Regions from separate parts of the Ovis aries genome. Here region 1 is linked to region 2. A link is a contact called in public Hi-C data. All regions are on one chromosome and are shown on one strand. Each heading gives the region's core, a stretch centred on a gene start, on an enhancer-like site or on the middle of the called end of the contact. The rest is flanking DNA. Distances are from core to core; before and after follow the strand shown.

What was found. Hi-C and Micro-C count contacts between places; a contact is called where the count stands out from the background.
Region 1: a contact with region 2 is called in a Hi-C map of blood, with 2.9 times the contacts expected there. The contact joins the promoter of PGGHG here to the enhancer-like site in region 2. A contact is called at or near these places in 4 of 16 Hi-C or Micro-C datasets (blood, omental adipose tissue and tail adipose tissue).

What each region holds. Positions count from the first base shown.
Region 1 is chr21:47,407,193-47,411,030 of ARS-UI_Ramb_v3.0, forward strand. It overlaps PGGHG (protein-glucosylgalactosylhydroxylysine glucosidase), which reads right to left and starts at 2,150. Exons shown (of 15, transcript XR_009597971.1): 1 at 1,773-2,150; 2 at 1,212-1,493; 3 at 637-847; 4 at 127-562. NLRP6 (NLR family pyrin domain containing 6) reads right to left here. Exons shown (of 8, transcript XM_042238172.1): 8 at 2,896-3,838.
Region 2 is chr21:47,298,428-47,302,492 of ARS-UI_Ramb_v3.0, forward strand. It overlaps LOC121817523 (a long non-coding RNA gene), which reads right to left. Exons shown (of 5, transcript XR_009597964.1): 5 at 3,939-4,065. Among named protein-coding and RNA genes, the nearest start is that of B4GALNT4, 13 kb to the left of the region's middle. Within about 2 kb of position 1,479, at least 38 of the 54 cell types and tissues checked have an H3K27ac peak or open chromatin away from gene starts, as enhancers often do.

The DNA of each region.
Region 1 (3,838 bases), core at 900-3,399, 110 kb after region 2:
CTCTGGGCCTCTGCACCTTCTGGTCTGACCCCTCCTCCTTCTGCGCCTCTGCTGCCCCAGCAGGCCTCCCTAGCCGCAGCCCCCTCCCCGGGCAGAGGCCCGCAGCGCGCGGACGGGGCGGCGCACCTGGTCCCAGAAGACGTGGCCCCAGTAGCACTCCCCACGGCTCCCGTTGGAGAGGCCCCCAGGGCTGAGGCCGTGGCAGTCGCGTCCTGGGGCCCCGGGCTGGGGCAGGGCGCTGAGCAGGTAGTAGAGGGCGCCACGCAGGGCCTGGCGCAGGGCAAGCGGCCCTTCTACATCCAGGCCACAGTCCGCCCAGAGCTGGGCCCAGGCCTGGGCGTGGGCCGTGTAGAGCGCGTGCCTGGCCTGCAGCTGCAGGGCCTCTGTGAGGCAGGCCTGGGCCTCAGCCTGGCTGCCACCCACCACTGTCAGGAACTCCCATGTCGCGTCCTCCTGCCCTTCTCCGAGGGTCAAGGCTGGGGGCACCGGCGTCCACAGCATGTGCACCTCCTGCCGCGCACCCCCAGGCTGCTCAGGGCTGAGTGTGCGGCCACACAGGTACCTGCAGGAGGGCAGCTGTGTCTCAGGGACCAGCCTCTCCTCTGGCCACCCAGCCGGCCCCCTGCCCCTCCTTACCGGGCTCCCTGGAAGTCAGGACCCAGATGCAGGTCCAGGTCCGGACTTTCTGGGGAAAAGGCTGACTGCAGCCGCACTGTGATGGGCCAGCTCCCCTTGGCCAGGCGGGTGATGGACACACTGAAGGCCAGGACATGAGGCAGTGTGCGGTGGGCATAGATTCGCTGGGAGGCGCGGAAGCTGGGGCCCTCCAGGGTGTGCAGGAAGGAGCCTGGGAAAGGGTGGAGAGGAAGACGGGGCAATTCTCACAACCGCCTGGGGCCACCGAGGACAGTTCCAAACCGCCGGCCTCTGTGGGCTGGGAATGAAGTCCCCCTCTCCCTTCAGTGAGGGAGCCCCCTCCAAGCCCCAGCTGTCCTGTTAGGGAAGCAACAGCTACATGGGGGCCGCCGGGCTCCTGCTCGTTTGGGAGGCCCCCCGGCTGGAAGCCTCACAAAGCGGCCTCTCAGAGCCTCCTTTTGCAGGATGCTGGCATCCTGAGTGAGGAGGTGCTGGGATGGGGCCTCTGTCTGACCTTCTGCTCCCCGGGAACAATGGCAGGGGGTAGGGGTGGGCGGAGGGCAGCCAGGGGCTACCTGTGTTGGTGTCCAGAGCGTAGGTCTTGGTTAGCTGCTCTCCCGTCCTTGCAGGGGCCTCCAGCTGGACATTGAGGGGGCTGGGCAGAATGGCCCGGTGGGTATCCCCCAAAGCCCCATTGTACACACCGCTCACATGCAGTGTCTCATGATACACGCGTGTGCCCAAGTATGAGTTGGTCACGGTGGCCAAGAGCCGGGGGTCACTGGGCAGAGAATGGGCAGTGAATCTGGTGGCGTCCTTGCCAGCATCCTCCATGGAAGGTGACTCCGCGGAGGGGCCTGCAAAAGCCGGGGGGCAGAGGCCCCACAGTGGGCTGGGCCTCTGTCTTCTGCAACTCCCAAAGCTCTCCTTGGAACTTGACTGATGGCCCCAGAGGTGGAGGGGGGGGCGTGTGCCCACCTGCGTGGCCCCGATTTTCTCAGGCCGCCCCAGGAGACCCCCACCCCCCACTACTGATCCAGGGACCCAACGGAGGCCCCAGCTCCCACCTCAGGGCCGCACCCCCACGAACCGGTCCTGCTGGCAGGAAGGGCGGAGCCTCAGCCCGCGGGCCTCACCCTCCTGGAGGCCAGTCGGTACAGGGCGGGGTGTGGCCAGCGGCTGGGGAAGGGGACGCGCAGGCGGGCCAGAGGCCCCGTCTCTGGGTCCGCAGCCCTGCCGCGTCCCTCGGCTCCAGCGGGCGCTGCCGCTCAGGCGCAGGAGAGGCAGCCAGCGGCGCCCGTGCCACCGGAAGGCCCCGCGGTCCGCGCCCCAGGGCCGCGCGGGGCGGGGCGGACGCGCGTCCCCACCGCCGGGCGTGCGCGAGGAGGGGGCGAAGGGCGAGCCGAAGGGCGATCCGGGGGCGTCTGGCGGCCCAGCCTGCGAGGCCGAGCGGAGGGAGGCCCAGCTCCAGCTGTGCCCTGAGGCTTCTCCAGCGTGGCTCTGACGGGGCTTTCGCCCGCCCCCCTCTCCGGCGGCCGGTTCCTTCCTCTCTCCCTGAGCGCCCTCCCCCAGGAGAGGTGGGGCCGGGGCTCTCCTCTGGAGCCCCGCCTGCCTTTGTCCCCGCCCCACTGGCTGGCTCTGCACCCCCCCCTTCAGTCTCCATCTTCCCCATGTGCCCCCCTGCCTCTGGAAGCTCCTGAGCTTCCTGGGCCTGTCTGGACCTTGTCTCTCTAACCCCGGCCTGACCCAAATGACTGTGCTGGGACCACTGGCCCAACCAGACAGTCCGATTTAGCCTGTGCCTGAAACCTGGCCTTCCTACTCTTCCCCAACACAAGCAATGGTGACCTCACCATCCCCCACCCAGGCCCCTCCATCCCCACTCCCAGGGCTCCCACCAGGCCCCCTTCCCAGCTCTCCCCATCCACAGGCACTGCCTCCTCTCAGACCAGGCCACCCTCCTGGGTCGGTGCAGGCCTGCTGTGGCCCCACAGCTCTTGCGAGCAGAGCCGCAGCCACTCTGAGAGTAGTTAGGGTCTGCTCAAAGCCTGCAGCGGAGCCCACTTTACCGGCAGGAGGGCCACCCAGGCCCCCCCCCCCCCACCCAACACCTGCTACCTGGCTTCCCTGCTGCTTCTGCACGCTGGCTCCCTAGTATGGGCTCAGTGTGTCCCCCCGACATCCATCGGTTGACTTCTGATCCCCACTGTGATGGTGTTTGTAGGTGGGGCCTTTGGTACATAGTTAGGTCAAGAGCAGTTAAGAGTAGGATCAGTGCCTTTATACAGAAGAGATTTTGAGTAAACTCCTGGTGTGCTGCAGTCCATGGGGTCTCAAAGAGTTGGACACGACTGAGTGCCTGAACGGAACTGAACTGAAGAAGGTCTTCGAGCTCCCTCCTGCCCTGTGAGGACACGGCTGGAAGACAGCCATCTGCACCAAGAGGGGCCTCGTCAGATACCGAATTGACTGCCGCCTTGACCTTGGACATCCCAGCCTCCAGAACTGTGAGAAATGCGCTTCTGTTGTTGGTCAGCTACCTGCTCTGCGGTGTCTTGTTAACAGCAGGCCGAGCCGCTGCGTGGCCTTCACACTTGCTGTCCCACTGCCTTTTCCTCAAGACATCCTTAGGCTGACCCCTCACTTCCTTCCTTTTTCAAGTGCCCTGTCTTCCCTAGATTGTCCCAGACTCCTTACAGGTAAGAGAAAACCCTTGGCTCCCTCCCCCACGCCTTTTCCTCCCTCCACAGCTGCCTAGAATGCCAGCTCCAGGAGGGCAAGGATGCTTTGTCTGTTTTGTGGAATGAATAACTGGATTTTAAAATGGGTTATGGAAGGAAGTCTGGGGGACATGAAGGGACCCAGAAGGCCCTTCTGACTGGGGCCTCAGAAGCTGGCGGAGTCCAGCAGCTTTGAGCAGAGAAGATTTGAAGATTCGGGCTGTCTGCTGCTGGCCCTGCCGGTCAAGGCCAAGCCTCCCATCAGAGCTTCCAGAGTCCAGCTGTTCCCCCAAGCTCACCCCGGAAATGGGGGCTGCGGCTCTGCCCCATTCAGATGGGCTGGGGAACAAAGGCGAGGGCGTGAGCACCCGTGAGGATGCCTGGCTAAGTGCAGCAGAGAATGACTGGCCGGAATCCCAGGGAGAGTTTATTATCAGCACACGGGGCTCATACCACCGGTGCCATCACAGCCCTGCTCAGAG
Region 2 (4,065 bases), core at 229-2,728:
GTCGTTATGCCCAGAGACAGCGGTCAGACCTCCACCTACCAGGCTGGTGAGACAGCGCAGCCCGAGGTCAGCACCTGTGTGGGTCACGATGCACAACAGACGGCCAGTTTGAGCCGTTCTTGGCTGAGGGGAGAAGCACCTCCTGCCATGTTTGAGTTGATGCCAGCGTCAGGCCGAGATGCACCCTGCACCCCACTCGGGACTCATGAGGGTCCGAGTCCGCATCCAGGGAGTATGGCAGGGATCAGTCCCTTGATCGCCTTACCCTGCAAGTGCGGGACACGCTGGGCGGGGTGCCGGCCCGGCAGCACCTCCGCCCTGCGATGGTGTGAGTCTGGCTGAGGCTGCGATTGCCGGGAGGCTGTCAGCTGCGGGCCCTCGCACCCCGTGCGTTCCGGCCGCACGGCCACGTTGCGGGCCGACAGTCTGAGGCGGAGCGGTTGCTGCGGCCACCGTGGGGGCCACGGGAGGGCTTCTGGGGTAGGCTTGCGGAACGCAGGCCCAGGTGACACGCACCCTGCTTTGAGCTCCGGGGGGCGGCCTGGCCCTCCCTCCCAGGGTCCCCCCCGCTCGTGGGGGGGAGGCCTCCTGCTCGGCGGGCGGCCCCTCGCGCGGACTCCGGCCCTCACCCCGCAGCGGCCGGCGCCCGGGCCACGTCTGAAGTCAGTGCCTCTCGTCGCCGGGCCGACAGCCGCGGGTTAAAACAGGGCCCCGGCCCGGCTCCCGGGACTCCCGCGGCCGCCAGGTGGCGCCGCAGGCCCGCGCGGGGCTCCGCCGGGCCCTCTTCCCCGCGCGGCGGGGCCCGAGTCCTGCGGCCGCCGGGGTGGCGTCCTGCGGGGAGACGCGATTCCCGGCGCGCCCGAGATGCTGCTGGGGCGGAGTGTCTCTGCGGCGCCCCGCGAACCCTCCCGCTTCCTCCCCCTCGGCCGCTCCGCCTGGGGAGGTGGCGGAGGGTCTGAGAGAGGAGGCGGGAGCGGGGAGGGAGGGAGGGAGGGGGAGAGAGCGGGGCGGGGGAGGGGGGGGGGGGGGGGGGGGGAGGAGGAGGGAGGGAGGGAGGGGGCGGGGGAGGGGAGGGGATGCGCGGCGGGGCAGGGGAGGAGGGAGGGGCGGGGGAGGAGGAGGGAGGGAGGGAGGGGGCGGGGGAGGGGAGGGGAGGAGAGGGGAGGGGGAGGGGGGGGGGGCGGGGGAGGAGGAGGGAGGGGGCGGGGGAGGGGGAGGGGGGGGGCGGGGGGGGGGGGGGGGCGGGGGGCGGGGGGGGGGGGGGGGGGGGGGGGGGAGGGGGAGGGGGAGGAGAGGGGAGGGGAGGAGAGGGGAGGAGAGGGGAGGGGGAGGGGGAGAGAGTGGGGCGGGGGAGGGGAGGGGGAGGGGGAGAGGGGGGGGCGGGGAGGGGAGGGTGCGCGCCGGGGGAGGGGAGGCCGGGGCGGCCGCGGGGCGGGGGCGCGGTTGCCTCACCGGAACCTCCTGCTTCTCCGAAGTGACGGGCGCGCAGGGAGGGGGAGCCGGGGGCCCCGGAGGCCCGGGCCGGGCCGGAACGGGGAGGGGCGCGGGCCGCGGCGCCCGAGCGCCCTGCGGTCGGCACCGCTGCGCGTGAGAGAGACGGTGAGAGGCCGCGTCCTCGTCTCGCGCGCCTGCGGCTGTGGGCGCGCCTAGACCCCGCTCGCAGAAGAGGGCCGGCGAGGGCAGGGGGTCGGGCTGGTGGCGCTGCTGGCTCGCAGCCCAGCGTAGAAAAGCGGCCTCGGTGGCGCCCTGCCCGGGGAGCTCGGGGGGCGGCCTGGCCGTCCCTCCCAGGGTCCCCCCCGCTCGTGGGGGGAAGGCCTCCTGCTCGAACCTCAGCCCGCCTGAGGCTGCTGGGGGCAGCGGCCGGCCGCAGACCTGCCTGCAGAGCGAGGGTCGTGGGGCGCGGACTTCCGCGCCGGGGGCTGCGGGCGTGATGCCGTCCGTGGGGTGAAGGGTGCTCTGACGGTCGAGACCTCCTCTCTGAGGACCCAGGGCCTTCAGAGCCCCCTGTGGAGGACGCCTGGGAATTTGTTATTGTTTCTGAGTCCAAGCTCGCCCTGCTGGCTGGAGATAGGCCCCTGAGTCACAGAGATGGGTTGTTGAGGCCGCGAGACTGTTTGGAAAGCTGGGTGACTGAGAAGATGGCGGACTGATGTCTTAAAGTAACCGCCTTGTCGGGGTCTGTATGCCAGGTCCTTTATATAACGTCAGAGAGAGAAGCGATGCGGAACTAAAGTAAAATGGGCCTTCGGTCTTGCAGAACATCTCCTGGCAGGGCCAGCCTGTGGAAGGGGTGTGCTGATCCCTTCTGTTCACAGGTGGGCAGACTCACACGTGAGCTTTAACAGTCAGGCAGAGGGGTGGGGTCCTTGGAGGCAGGCGGTTATGAGGAGAAGGGGACGGCAGAGGAGGAGATGGTTGGACGGCATCACCAACTCGATGGACATGAGTTTGAGCAAGCTGCGGGAGATGGTGAAGGAGAGGGGAGCCTGGCGTGCTGCAGTCCATGGGGTCGCAAAGAATTGGACATGACCGGTCGACTGACAACAACAGTAAGAACAGCGACACGGAAAGCGAGGCAAAGACAGAGTTCCAACGTGGAGTCAGAATCGGTTCTTCTCTGAGATGTTAGGAAGCGGGTCCTTTCGGATCCAGGGGTCGGCATCCTCTAAAGCTGTTGTGGGTTCACCTGTCTGCTTGTAACGTGGGTGAGACCTCAGATCCTTTGGTTCTTCACACATCCTCGGAAGAGATCAGCATGGGCCTTTCCTCCCAACATGCAATCCCCTTCTTCCCTCAAGCTTCTGCGCACCGCCCCCCCCCCCCCCCACCAAGTTTCCGGTCTTTGTTCTCTTAACCAGTTAGACTTGCTGTGGAGCCAACTGCCTGGCTGCCTGCTCACCGTCAGGGTGAGATCAGGCCTCTCTACCAACAGCAGCCTTGTGGGTGTCCTGCAGGGGCTTTTGGGGGCTGGGGACTTGCGCCTCCTTAACACCCTGTCATGAACAGGAACAGTCTGTTCAGATTAAATCCACGTTGTGTTCTGGGCCAGTTCCCATCACAACCTGCTTTCCACTCCAGGTTACCCTTAACCCGAAATTACACCTTCAGGTCACTAGCAGCACAGACACTGTGATAGCCCCAATATGAGTATAAACCTTTCCTGATGTCCAGTATCCCAGGAGAAATTAGGGTACAAGAATTCATCCTTTCCTGAAGCAGTGTAAGTCTTAAAAAAATGAAACAAATTCTTAAGTTCAAGTCCAAACAAGTTTCAAGTACTTGGAAGGAAAACAATCCTAAACAAATCACAGCTCTCTATTGTGAGTTCTGATAAACAGATCACATGACTTCCCAGCAGCTCTGGCCTCTGGGTGTGGCTGTCAGGGCGGCTGCATGGACTCCAGACACTGGAGCCAGCCTGAGTCTGCGGCTTCTGGTAGCAGGAGCTCACCTCCCAGGCTTTGCTTTGACAGCAAAAAAGGCTGTTTTCTTACGAGAAGGAAACTTTCGCCTTCTTCCCCTCTAGGGTCTTCGGCTTGGTAATAATTAAATTGACATAAACCAAGTAAACAGCAGAAAAGTAAATTTTCTGTTTACAGGAATCCCATAAAAGCCTGGCAGCCAAAGGACCGCCAGATAGTTGTGGCTTTTGTGACTTCCCCAGACAAGGAGCAGGGTGGGTCCTGGGGTGCAGAGGAAGGCGGGCAGGGGACGTTAGCGCAGGAAGGCTGCTCTGCAGCTAATCTCACAGCCCACTTCCTGGCCCGGCCCACTCTCCACTGTAAATCAGGTGGTTGGGGAGGTAAAGCTCTTTTCCTAAATCTGCTGGACTTTGCCTTTCTCTCAAAATAATCCTGCAGGGAGAGCGACCCCCCTCTAGGGCCTGAGAGTGGGCTCTTGTCTAACACTCGGGAATGAATTGTCCGAGGAGACACACGTGGGGACGAAGCAAGAGAGTTTATTGGGAGGGGCCCCCGGGGGAGAGCAGGAGGCTGAGGGCCCAGAAGGACGGCTCTGCCGTGTGGCTCCCAGTCTCAGACCTTCCTGGCTGTCTCAGCCAATCAC